3 separate regions of the Mus musculus genome follow, and regions 1 and 2 are each linked to region 3. Evidence: chromatin contacts called from public ChIA-PET and promoter capture Hi-C data. All regions are on one chromosome and are shown on one strand. Each heading gives the region's core, a stretch centred on a gene start, on an enhancer-like site or on the middle of the called end of the contact. The rest is flanking DNA. Distances are from core to core; before and after follow the strand shown. Region 1 holds the start of Npm3 (nucleoplasmin 3). Region 2 holds the start of Oga (O-GlcNAcase). Region 3 holds the start of Psd (pleckstrin and Sec7 domain containing).

Region 1 (3,260 bases), core at 270-2,769, 580 kb before region 3:
CCTGATCTGAGAAAAGCAAGAATGAAGTCAGAGTCTTCCTCCTCACCTGCTGCCCCTAAACTTCCCAGATCCTTCGGGAATCCCACCAACCGACCCCACCCTCCACCCACACACTCACCAGGGGGCTAAGGCCTGCCCCTGTGCTTCTTGGCAGGAAGGATGCCACACAGCTTAATTTCATCTTCTTCGCTCTCATCATCACTTTCTTCTTCAGAAAGGTCGTTGTTTATACAAACTGGTGGATACACAAGGATAGAGCCACTCATTCAGCTGCTAGGCTGACAGGGAACCTCATCTCCCAGAGTCCCCAAGTCTAGATGGAAAAGAGCCCACCCACCTCGCTGGAGTTGGACCCCTGGGGCAGGCAGGGTACAGCAAGTTCCCAGGCCTGAAGGAGGCAGTGGGAGGCACAGAATACTGGAACCATAGCCTGAGATGCAGGACACACTAGGAGATGAGACTGGGGTAAGTCGGGAGTGGAGAGGGCCCACTCTTCTCACCGATCTGATGCCGGCCAGTGATCCGAACTGGGCCAGAACCGGACTTCAGGCGGAAGGTGACAGGTGGTTGGAGTTGGAAATCATCCACACTGAGCTGGAAGACAAGAATGACGGGCTGAGCCGTGCTGGCCCACCCACTTGGAGATCAATACCGAAGTTCTCAGTCCCACCAGACTCCGAGAGGAATGAACGGCTCCAACTCACCATGGGCTGGCAAGACAACCTGAGGTTGGCCACAGGAACTGCAATCTCCTGATTGTCGTGATCCCGGGCCACAACTTCCACCACATTACACTCGTCCGTGGCCCCCTCGGTAAGGCACAGCTGAAAGGCAGGCAGAACCTCAGCGTCTCAAGTGAGGGAGGGCTGACACCAAAGCCAAGGCGTCTTACCCCAAAATCGGCCTAGTCCCAGTGGCACCGGATGCGGGGACCAGAGGGTGGAGGAGAGGGGCGACAGGCGGAGTGTCGGCTAGCCCCCCGCATCTCCAACTCCCTCTGCGGCCCCTTACCATGTTCAACGCCAGCACGTGCTCCGTGTCATCCTCCTCCTCAACCTTGAAAGTGAAGGAGCGGGTGTGGCCGGAGAGCTCACAACCTGCAAGAGCCAGCGAGTGTCGCCTGGGTACACGCGTGGAGGGGACAGCGCGCGAGGACGCTCCACAAACTCCGCTGTCCCCTCCACCCGGCCATGTGCCGCGGCGGCGGGGGGGGAACCGGCCGCTTGCTCGCCCAGAACACGTGGACGGGCATCCCACTCGGGAAGAACCGGTTAGGGCGAGCGAGCGAGGAGCCCTCGGCCCACAGCTGCGCCCGGCCACAGCGGCGCCCGGCCGCCTTCCTCGGCCACGCCTCACCCGCCCCGTACCACTCTGCCACTCCCGCGTTCAATACCGAAGAAGAAACTGTCCATTGTGACCGGGGCCGGGACCCTCAGGCCCCCGACGCCCCCAGCTCGGGCTCGGCTCTCTTGGTTCAAGAACGCTAAAGCAGCCGCCGCGCCGGCCGCCATGCTGAAACGGCCGTGAGCGCCCCGCCCCCCGCCTCAGCCAGTTCCGGTCCCGCCCATTAAAGGAGCCGCGCTCGCCACACGAAGCAGGGAGGAGCAGTCGTCGCCTCTTCCACGAGGACAGGTAACAAGGCCCCAGAAGAAATCTCCACGAGGGCTTAAAGTTAGCGTCCACTCACTGAAGCCCCTTCTTCCAACCCGGGGATATATACATACAGATGTTAGTGTAAACCTTTCGTATCTCCTTTTTCAGTAAACTTGGGGTACGGAGCAGCCATTTTTACTCACACCCCCCCCCCCCCCCCCCCCCCCCCCGCTTCCTGATCATGCTGGAGGCTTGACAGCCAAGACCTAAACTCAGATGTGGAGATCAACTACTGTTCATAGTACAGCCTCCTCTTTAGGCGACCCACCCCCCCCCTCCACCACCAAAATTCCTTTATCTAAGGAAATGAAGCCATGTTCCAGTGAGGAACTCTGTGACACCCCCCCCAACTTCACACAAATTTTACCTGTAGTAAACAGAGCAACTTACTTAAAAACAAAAACAAATGTACTTTTCTGAGAAAAATCTTTGCTGTGGAAGGCAGGAGGGCAGGGCTGTCTTCAATCCAGCCTACACTGAAATAGCTTCGGATACCTAAGGGATCAAGAGATGTGAGGGAAAAAAAGGGAGAACCCAGAGAAAAAGCAGCACAGCACACATTCACTTCAAGTTTTATTGTGCCTCTTGCATGGTCTGCAGATAGGTTTACAGTTCGTTTTCTATAGGAACTGAGCTGTGATCTAAACAATGAAATGTTATTCCAACATTAATAAATATTCATAACCATGGAAGATGGCAGAGCACTTTATCCTACAGCAATGACAGTAGAGACCTGGACATGTTTTCACTTATGTCCAGAAGATCATCCCATGTGATTATTGAAAGCCAACATTAAACAAAAAGCAACTTGTTCAATTCCTGATTCCGTATGAAACTCTGAAACGCTCTGAATAAAACCTTGTAATTCTCACTGAGGCATGAGATGGATTCAGAACGCTAAGGAACATTAAACGGTCTTAATATCTAGTAACAATTTTGCCCCTCACCCCAGCCTTCAAAACCAACCTTGACTTAGGTTTCACAGCACATCCTATCGCAAAGGTTCGCACCCTAAGGAGGCGGCACATTTCAGCACACTCTTGGGCCTCTGGTTCTTGGGCCTCCCTGGGTCCACTCTATATAGTGCTAAAAGACTACCTCACAAGCTCACACTGGAGTTCTAGAAAGGAAAATGTTTCAAGCTCCCTCTTCTCTCTCCCCCCTCAGCTCAAAGTTCAAAAGCTATGTAGAACTGGAGGAAAGCAAGGTAACAAAAGACTGTTGAAAATCTATGACGTTACTAGATAGCTAGCCATGATTAAAGAATAATAATCCTGCAGACACTATGTGCCAGCTTCATGCTCAAAACCCTTAAATTCACCAAATCTAAATTAAAATAACATGAAGTTTTCAGAATCTCTGATTAAAAGAAAAAGTATACATATTGTTAACATATACTTATTCTTTCTTTTAAAAATTAGATACAAACATGCAAGAATTAAGGACTGATTCGATTAAACCAGTAGTTAACAGGTCTTTGCGATTAAATGACAACTGTTCAAGGACAAAGGAGACCACTGGTCAGTCCCCTTACCCTTACTTAACAATGTCAGAACATTTCACATGCGGATCTGCTATTAAGGTTAATTCCCAGGAGTTACTGCACT
Region 2 (3,274 bases), core at 19-2,518, 540 kb before region 3:
AGATGCTCTGAGATATGATATACTGGTATTTACACACACTCCCAAGTCAAAAAAACAGCAATTGTTAAAGGATGATACTTTTCTGGGCTACAAGTGAGTCTTAAGAGGTGAAGGAGGCTTACAGGCTAACAAAAATAAATAAATAAAAATAAAAACAAAACAATTTCCTAAGCCTGAAGGAATCTGTAATATAATAAGCTGACTGCGCTCCTTCACGGGTAAAAACGTGCCTGTGAGGGCTGATTTTTTTTCCCCTTACAAGGATAGGGGCGGGGGATGGGAGCGCTGCACAAATTTCAACTGAAAGCAGGCATCTCTGCGGACTAAGATCCCAAGGTACAAAGAAGTGAAGCCCACAGCCGGACCACAGGCTCCTTCCTTGCCACCGCCTCCTCCTCCGACAAATCTGTGTGGCTCTAAGCCAGAGGAGGGTGGGGTCAGGCTCCTCCATAGCCCGGAGTCGCCGAAGCCGTGACATAGCGGAGGGTAAAGAAGTGTGCCCACCGTCTGTCTCCTCCCCGTAACCCCGTGTGAGCAATGACGGACGCCTCCCGTCCTGGGGGCGGGGAACTGCGGGAAAAGTCACCAGCACGCCCCTCCCGGGGACGGAGGCTGAACACCTACGCGGGACTGGAAGGCCAACTCACCTTCCACGACACCGCACAGGAACCTGCGGGCCCCTCCGGCCGCCCCGACCACGGCCGCAGCCCCGGCTCCCGATGGGTTATCTTCTCCGGGGGCGGGAGCTACCGACTGCTCCAACGAAGCCCCCGAGGCGGCGGCAGGGTTGGCGTTGCGCTCGCTCTCCCGCTCCTCCAGCGCCGCCTGGCTCTCCTTCTGCACCATCCTCCTGCCGCCGGCCACCGCTCCCCTTCGGCCTCGGTCCGTTGGGCCAAAGGCCCGGAGCCCTGCAAAGGGGCCGCGGCTCCGAACGCGCGCCTCCGGGGCTCCTTCCCCTCCCCCTCCGCCCTTCCCCCTTCCTCTCGGCGGGGGCCCGGAGTGCCCGGATGAGAAGGGCGGCGGCACCGGCTCGAGCCCTTTGTCAGCCGCTGCCTCGCCCCGCGCTGGGAGCCGGGAGCCTAAGCGGAGGGCGAGGCAGCCGCCGCGTCTCCACGGAAGGAGGACCGAGGAGGCGCCTTCGCTCGTCCTCCACGCCCGCCGCCCTCCGGACAGCCCGGCGTCTCCGGCTCTCTTCCCCCACCGGAGTCCCTAAGCAGCTCCTGCCGCTGCCTCTGCCGCCCGCTTCCTGTTTATCCGCACTGCGCCTGCGCTACAGACCGGCTCAGACCGGTCCCCAGCCCGGCTCCCCCGCCTTTCCTTGGGATAAGCCCATTGCGCTTTATTTGCTAGGGGAGAAAAAGGACAAAGGGCGCCGTGAACACCGCGGAGGTGTGCGGCGGTGGGACGTACCATTTTGGCTCGCCACCCTCCGGGATGAGCGCCACACTCTGGGTCGGACCATTACCCCACCCGGAGGAGGGGAACATGGGAGAATGCGGCCGGCCGGGGAGTTTGGGAGGAAGGGGGGGGGGGGGGGCGGAAAGGAGGTGTTTACCCTCTCAATGCGCAGGCGCCGGGACGATACTTCTAGTTCTTAAAGTGGTAGGAGACACTGACCTACTTTGGAGATTGTTGTACCAGTTTGGCTCATCGGGGCTGCCTGACCCACGTCTGCTTCTGTGAAGACACCATGCCAAGGAGCTCAGCTCACGCCTCTGTCCTGACTCATTGTTTCTTCTATCCTGTCTTCGGAGTTAACCGTGTTTTAAATTGAGCAGTCAACTGTTTTATTGAGTTTGCCTCATCCTGGGCTGTTGGGACCATTATGACCTCATAATATGGTTAAAACCTGCTGTTACGTCTCTGCCTGATTGAGCCCTACGTTTGTTTTGGGAGAGGCTGTGGTATGAAATTCACCAGACTACGTATGGAGAAGAAAGACTGCATTCCAAGCACAGGGAAAACAAACGTCTAATAAAAGTAGAAGAGAGTGGAAGGCGAGTTTGTTATGGCGATGGAGAGTGTGCGGTGTGCGTAAGGGACATGACCCTTTTAGCCTTAGCATCAGCATTTCCAAGGAAACCCTGCCTCTAAGGGCTTGCCTCCTGTACTCTAAGGGCTTGCCTCAGAGTACACTTGACATTTTGGTTCCTTAAGGGATCTGCCAGCCAGGCGATGGTGGCGCACCTTTAATCCCAGCGCTTGGGAGGCAGAGGCAGGCGGATTTCTGAGTTCCAGGCCAGCCTGGTCTACAAAGTGAGTTCCAGGATAGCCAGGGCTATACAGAGAAACCCTGTCTCAAAAAGACTAAAAAAAAAAAAAAAAAAAAAAAATCTGCCCTGTTTGGGAACAAACCTCTCATGTTCAATGTTAAGAAAGTAGTCAAACTATTGCATATGCCAGAAAGATTTTGCTGAAGGAACCCTGTTATAGCTGTCTCTTGTATGAGGCTATGCCAGTGCCTGGCAAATACAGAAGTGGATGCTTACAGTCTATAAAATGGAACACAGGGCCCCCAATGGAGAAGCTAGAGAAAGCACCCAAGGAGCTGAAGGGGTCTGCAACCCTATAGGTGGAACAACAATATGAACTAACCAGTACCCCCAGAGCGCGTGTCTCTAGCTGCATATGTAGCAGAAGATGGCCTAGTCGGCCATCACTGGGAATAGAGGCCCCTTGGTATTGCAAACTTTATATGCCCCAGTACAGGGGAATGCCAGGGCCAAAAAGCAGGAGTGGGTGTGTAGGGGAGCAGGGCAGAGGGAGGGTATAGGGAACTTTCGGGATAGCATTTGAAATGTATATAAAGAAAATATCTAACAAATAAAAAAAAAGAAAGAAAGTTAAAAAATAAAAAGTAGTCTTTTTTTTTTTTAATACTTCGTCGCAGTAGCCCACCTTGTAGCTCCAGGGACGTTGCAGGGGTGCACATTACAGGCGAGAACTTCCTTGCCAGGTTTATGCAGTGTTGGGTATCCAACCCAGGGCCTTGTACGTGTTATACAAACACTCCAGGGATTTGGTGGCCTTATTTATTTTGTGTGGGTTCACAGGCCGTAGCCCATTTGGACATGGCCCAGAGGACAACTTGAGGAAGTCAGTTGTCTTCCCTTTGTGGATCCTGGAGATCAAACTCAGGTTGTCAGGCTCAAGCTGTGGGAGCCCCTTTATTGCCAGCCCCATCCAAGACTTTTTTGTTTTAATGTGTGGGGGGGGGGGCAGCAGAAGAGGCAGTGGCCAGCCACTGAAGGTGTTTGTTGGGAACAGAACTCAG
Region 3 (3,417 bases), core at 588-3,087:
GAGGCCATGTATCCTCTACAGTTCCACTTATGGGGGACCCTCACTTAGAATAGGAGAAACCATGCTTCTTTGAAGGAGAGGGAAGAAAAAGGGGGTTGCATGGGGGTGATGGAGTGTTGAGAGGGAAGAGGAGAGAAGGAAGGGTCTGAAGAGGCCTTAACATCGGTCCATAGATTGCTGAGTGGGGAATAGATATTCTATTCTCCATACCAGTACATGCACACACACACACACACACCCATGTATAAACACACACAAGAATTCATATACACACATGCAGAAGGACAAAGTATCAGTAGTTAACACATTCATAGGCAACACCCTCCAGTACACACGCAGTACTGCTCATAGACACACCCTCATACAATCACAGTCATAACAAATATGTGTATGATGGAAAAGCACATGCTTATCTTACACACACACACACACACACACACACACACACATCACCAAATAATAGCACACAAAGAGGTTCCCAAAATTCAGGCTCTCGTTCTCTGATGCACACAGAAACAGGTGTATCAGAGACCTCCTCGTCACAATCATAAACACAAATGCATATTTGCTCACAGAATCAGAGACACACATTCTCTCCTCCCCACACCAGTAACCAAGTCTGGGTGGGTGAGGGGGCTGCACCACATCCCTCTCCCTCAACTCCAGGGATATGAAATATCTTGCCCAGCCCAGAAGAGACCATAAAGGAAAACCGGGCCTCTGATGGCAAAGCAGCAGCATAGAGAAAGCTGTCAGGAGCAGCACCCCAGCCAGACAGGTTCTTAAAGCTCAACAGGAGCCTGGACCTCCCCTGTGAAGGCCCTCCTCCAAGGCACCCCAGTACTCACCGCTGCTCGTCAGGAGCTGGAATCGAAGAGAGGCAGAGAGGCTGGGCCCCGCTCAGCTGTAAAAGCAGCAAGGCTCCCGCTCGCTCCAGGCCCGCCCGCCCGCCTCTCAGTCCCTCCTCCACCCCTCCCCACGCTCTGCTCAAGCAACGCTAATCCCCCCCCCCCAACCTCCCTCCATTCCCAGGGCCCTAAGTCCCAAAGAATGTCACCACCTAGTCACTACCTAAGACTCACACCAGAGGAAAGGGAGAATGTGGAAGACCCCATTCTGTTCCCTAAACCCTCATATGCCCCACCCCACTCGTGTTCAGTTCTCTCTCGTCCATCATCTGAACCACACGTAGGGTCCAGATGCATACGCCTGTCCTGCTCCAGACCCCACGCGTGTCCCTAGGAGGCTGCCACATGACCTGTTACATGCCACACGCGCTCCCGCCCCCACAAGCACGCGGCCACGCAAAGCACACGGTACGGAGTAGATCGGACCCGCCCCCTAAAACCAGAAGACCCAACTATGGAAGGGACATTAAGCGAATGCAGTCATAAACACTTTGGGGTTCTGAACCTCAGACCCAGGAGTCCTGTCCTGAACCCCAACCCGGAGTGCAGAGGAAGGATAAATCAGACTCCAGGAGGAACTTCCTTACTGCCTAGGTTAATCGTCCCGCCTTTTCAGGGACGAGAGTTTAGAAGGGATGACCCCGAGACTGGGACAAGAAGCACAGGCAAACCTTGTGCCCTTGGCCAGGGTGGAAAAGGGTCTGGCTCTTTTAGGAAAACGCCACACGAGTTACTATGGTAACTATTCTCCTTTGGAAGGCCAAGACCGGCAAGTTATGACCTGGGAAGAAAGAGAGGGTCGATTCGGGTGGCCAGAGGGTGCGAGGACGTTCGAAGCGGGGGTGCGCGGGGCTCACCGCGGGGAGGGGTGGCGCGAGTTCCGCGAGGTGCTGAAGGGGACAGCGCCAGATTTGTCGTAATGCGCAAGCGCAGAGGCGCGAACAAAGGGGGGGGTGTGGAGGCGCGCGCCCGGAGGTGGTGCGCGCCCACATCAATCTTGCAGAGATCCTTCCAGGCTACCCCTTCCCCAAGTAGACTGAGACGAGGAAGCAATCCCCTCATCCACCTTCACCCTCTTGTGTCTTTCCGGTGCTAGTTGGCTTTTCTCTTTATGCTACAATTCAGTAATGAGGTAGTGTAGAAGGAATTCTGGGAAAACCAGGATTTCTGGGTTCTTTATCCTTGCTTCGTTTGATCCTGGTTAGGGAGCTTTCTCCCTAGAGCCTCGATTTGCCTGTCTTTAAAATGGACGGTCCTTCCTACCTTTGCTGATGTACCCAAACCCCTGATAAGGATGGGAAGCAGTTTTCGTTACGAAGCGGCTGAAATGTTTGCATAAGGGCACGCAATCATGTAGATAGGATGCAGCGGTCTTACAGTCTTTCGCATGCCCCACACCCACCTCAGATGTTGGAGGAAAATATTACGCCAGGGGTTCTCCAGAGAGGGACTTGGGCTTAGTATCTGGGGGTGCAGTGAAAGGGGAGCCTAGTGGTTGAGCTTTGGGAAGACAATGTCCCTACAATTAATCCAGGACCAGTCAAAGCAGTACGGCTAGTGGCCTGCACTGAGCAGGCAATTCCTCTCGGACTCTGGACCGCTGGAAAGCAGACCTGGCTGGTCCTATATAGTCCTTTGTCCTTAGGCAAAGAGCCGGACTACGCTGCCCTGAAGTGGAAAGAGATGGATGTCATGATTGTGCATTTCACAAGAAATGGCAGGTTTAAACAAGTGTGCTTGAGAGTAAAAGCCCTAGCGTCGCCCATTTAATCTAGTCTTTTGGCAGTTGCTTATTGAGCACCTAGTACATACCAGCTAGTTATAGTCTGGGCAGCCTCTCCCCCTTTTCTTTTTCCAAAGTCGCTTAAAGGCGACCAGAGGACAGAAGGAGGCACTGGGTAACCTAGGAGTCCTGGCTCCGCCCCTTCTGCCTTTGGCCTTGTCTGCTCCTCCCATCACCACTCAGAGGCGGCTACTGGCCCGCAACGGAGACCGAAAGCAGTGTTCGCTCGCCGCTACTCCAGCCTCGGGCTTCAAGCCCTGTAGCTGAGAAGACATCTAATGGTACATCACTGGTCCGTTCTGCCTCAGTTTCGGGATCCATCCGAAAAGCTTCCTGACAAGGATTCTCAGTGAGACCGCACTCGATTAAATCGGTCTGTCTCTTCCGACCAAGGAGGCGGGCTCGCCGCAGCCGCTTCAAGGCCAAAGCGAGTGGAGCTTACTGCGCACGCGCAGTAGACAGCGATGGAGCCACCAATGGAGCAGTCCGGAGGGGAGCAAGAACCAGGAGCTGTCAGGTACCGAGCACTGGAGGGGCCTAGGGAGGGAGGGCAGCCGAGTCTGGGCCGGACGCGGATCCCTCTTGCCAGCCGGGACTCTCGGGTATAACAGAAGGACTCGCACGTAACAGCGGCCCGGGGACGTCAACGCCGTTTTCCCCCTCAGGCTCCTGGACCTGCCCTGGGAAGACGTGCTGCTCCCGCACGTCCTGAACTGGGTCCCGCTG

The links. Promoter capture Hi-C pulls out the DNA fragments that hold promoters and counts their contacts. ChIA-PET counts read pairs in DNA pulled down with a chosen protein or histone mark.
Region 1: a promoter capture Hi-C map of hematopoietic stem and progenitor cells shows a contact between it and region 3, with 3 times the contacts expected there. The contact joins the promoter of Npm3 here to the promoter of Psd in region 3. A contact is called at or near these places in 2 of 39 promoter capture datasets (embryonic stem cells and hematopoietic stem and progenitor cells), 4 of 484 Hi-C or Micro-C datasets (all in embryonic stem cells) and 1 of 115 datasets of contacts at active chromatin or transcription factors (pancreatic cancer cells).
Region 2: an RNA polymerase II ChIA-PET map of memory CD8 T cells shows a contact between it and region 3, with 39 read pairs. The contact joins the promoter of Oga here to the promoter of Psd in region 3. A contact is called at or near these places in 13 of 39 promoter capture datasets (the 3T3-L1 cell line, 3T3-L1-derived adipocytes, the C10 cell line and 8 more), 8 of 115 datasets of contacts at active chromatin or transcription factors (bone marrow-derived macrophages, embryonic stem cells, epiblast stem cells and 5 more) and 1 of 9 other capture datasets (liver).

The regions. Positions count from the first base shown.
Region 1 is chr19:45,748,046-45,751,305 of GRCm38.p6, forward strand. It overlaps Npm3 (nucleoplasmin 3), which reads right to left and starts at 1,520. Exons shown (of 6, transcript NM_008723.2): 1 at 1,394-1,520; 2 at 1,012-1,097; 3 at 705-824; 4 at 501-594; 5 at 119-235; 6 at 1-6. The coding sequence starts at 1,511. The coding sequence ends at 126. Oga (O-GlcNAcase) reads right to left here. Exons shown (of 16, transcript NM_023799.4): 16 at 2,210-3,260.
Region 2 is chr19:45,782,285-45,785,558 of GRCm38.p6, forward strand. It overlaps Oga (O-GlcNAcase), which reads right to left and starts at 1,269. Exons shown (of 16, transcript NM_023799.4): 1 at 648-1,269. The coding sequence starts at 846.
Region 3 is chr19:46,325,319-46,328,735 of GRCm38.p6, forward strand. Psd (pleckstrin and Sec7 domain containing) reads right to left here and starts at 1,838. Exons shown (of 18, transcript NM_028627.2): 1 at 1,766-1,838; 2 at 849-904. It overlaps Fbxl15 (F-box and leucine-rich repeat protein 15), which reads left to right and starts at 2,866. Exons shown (of 4, transcript NM_133694.2): 1 at 2,866-3,208; 2 at 3,357-3,417. The coding sequence starts at 3,156.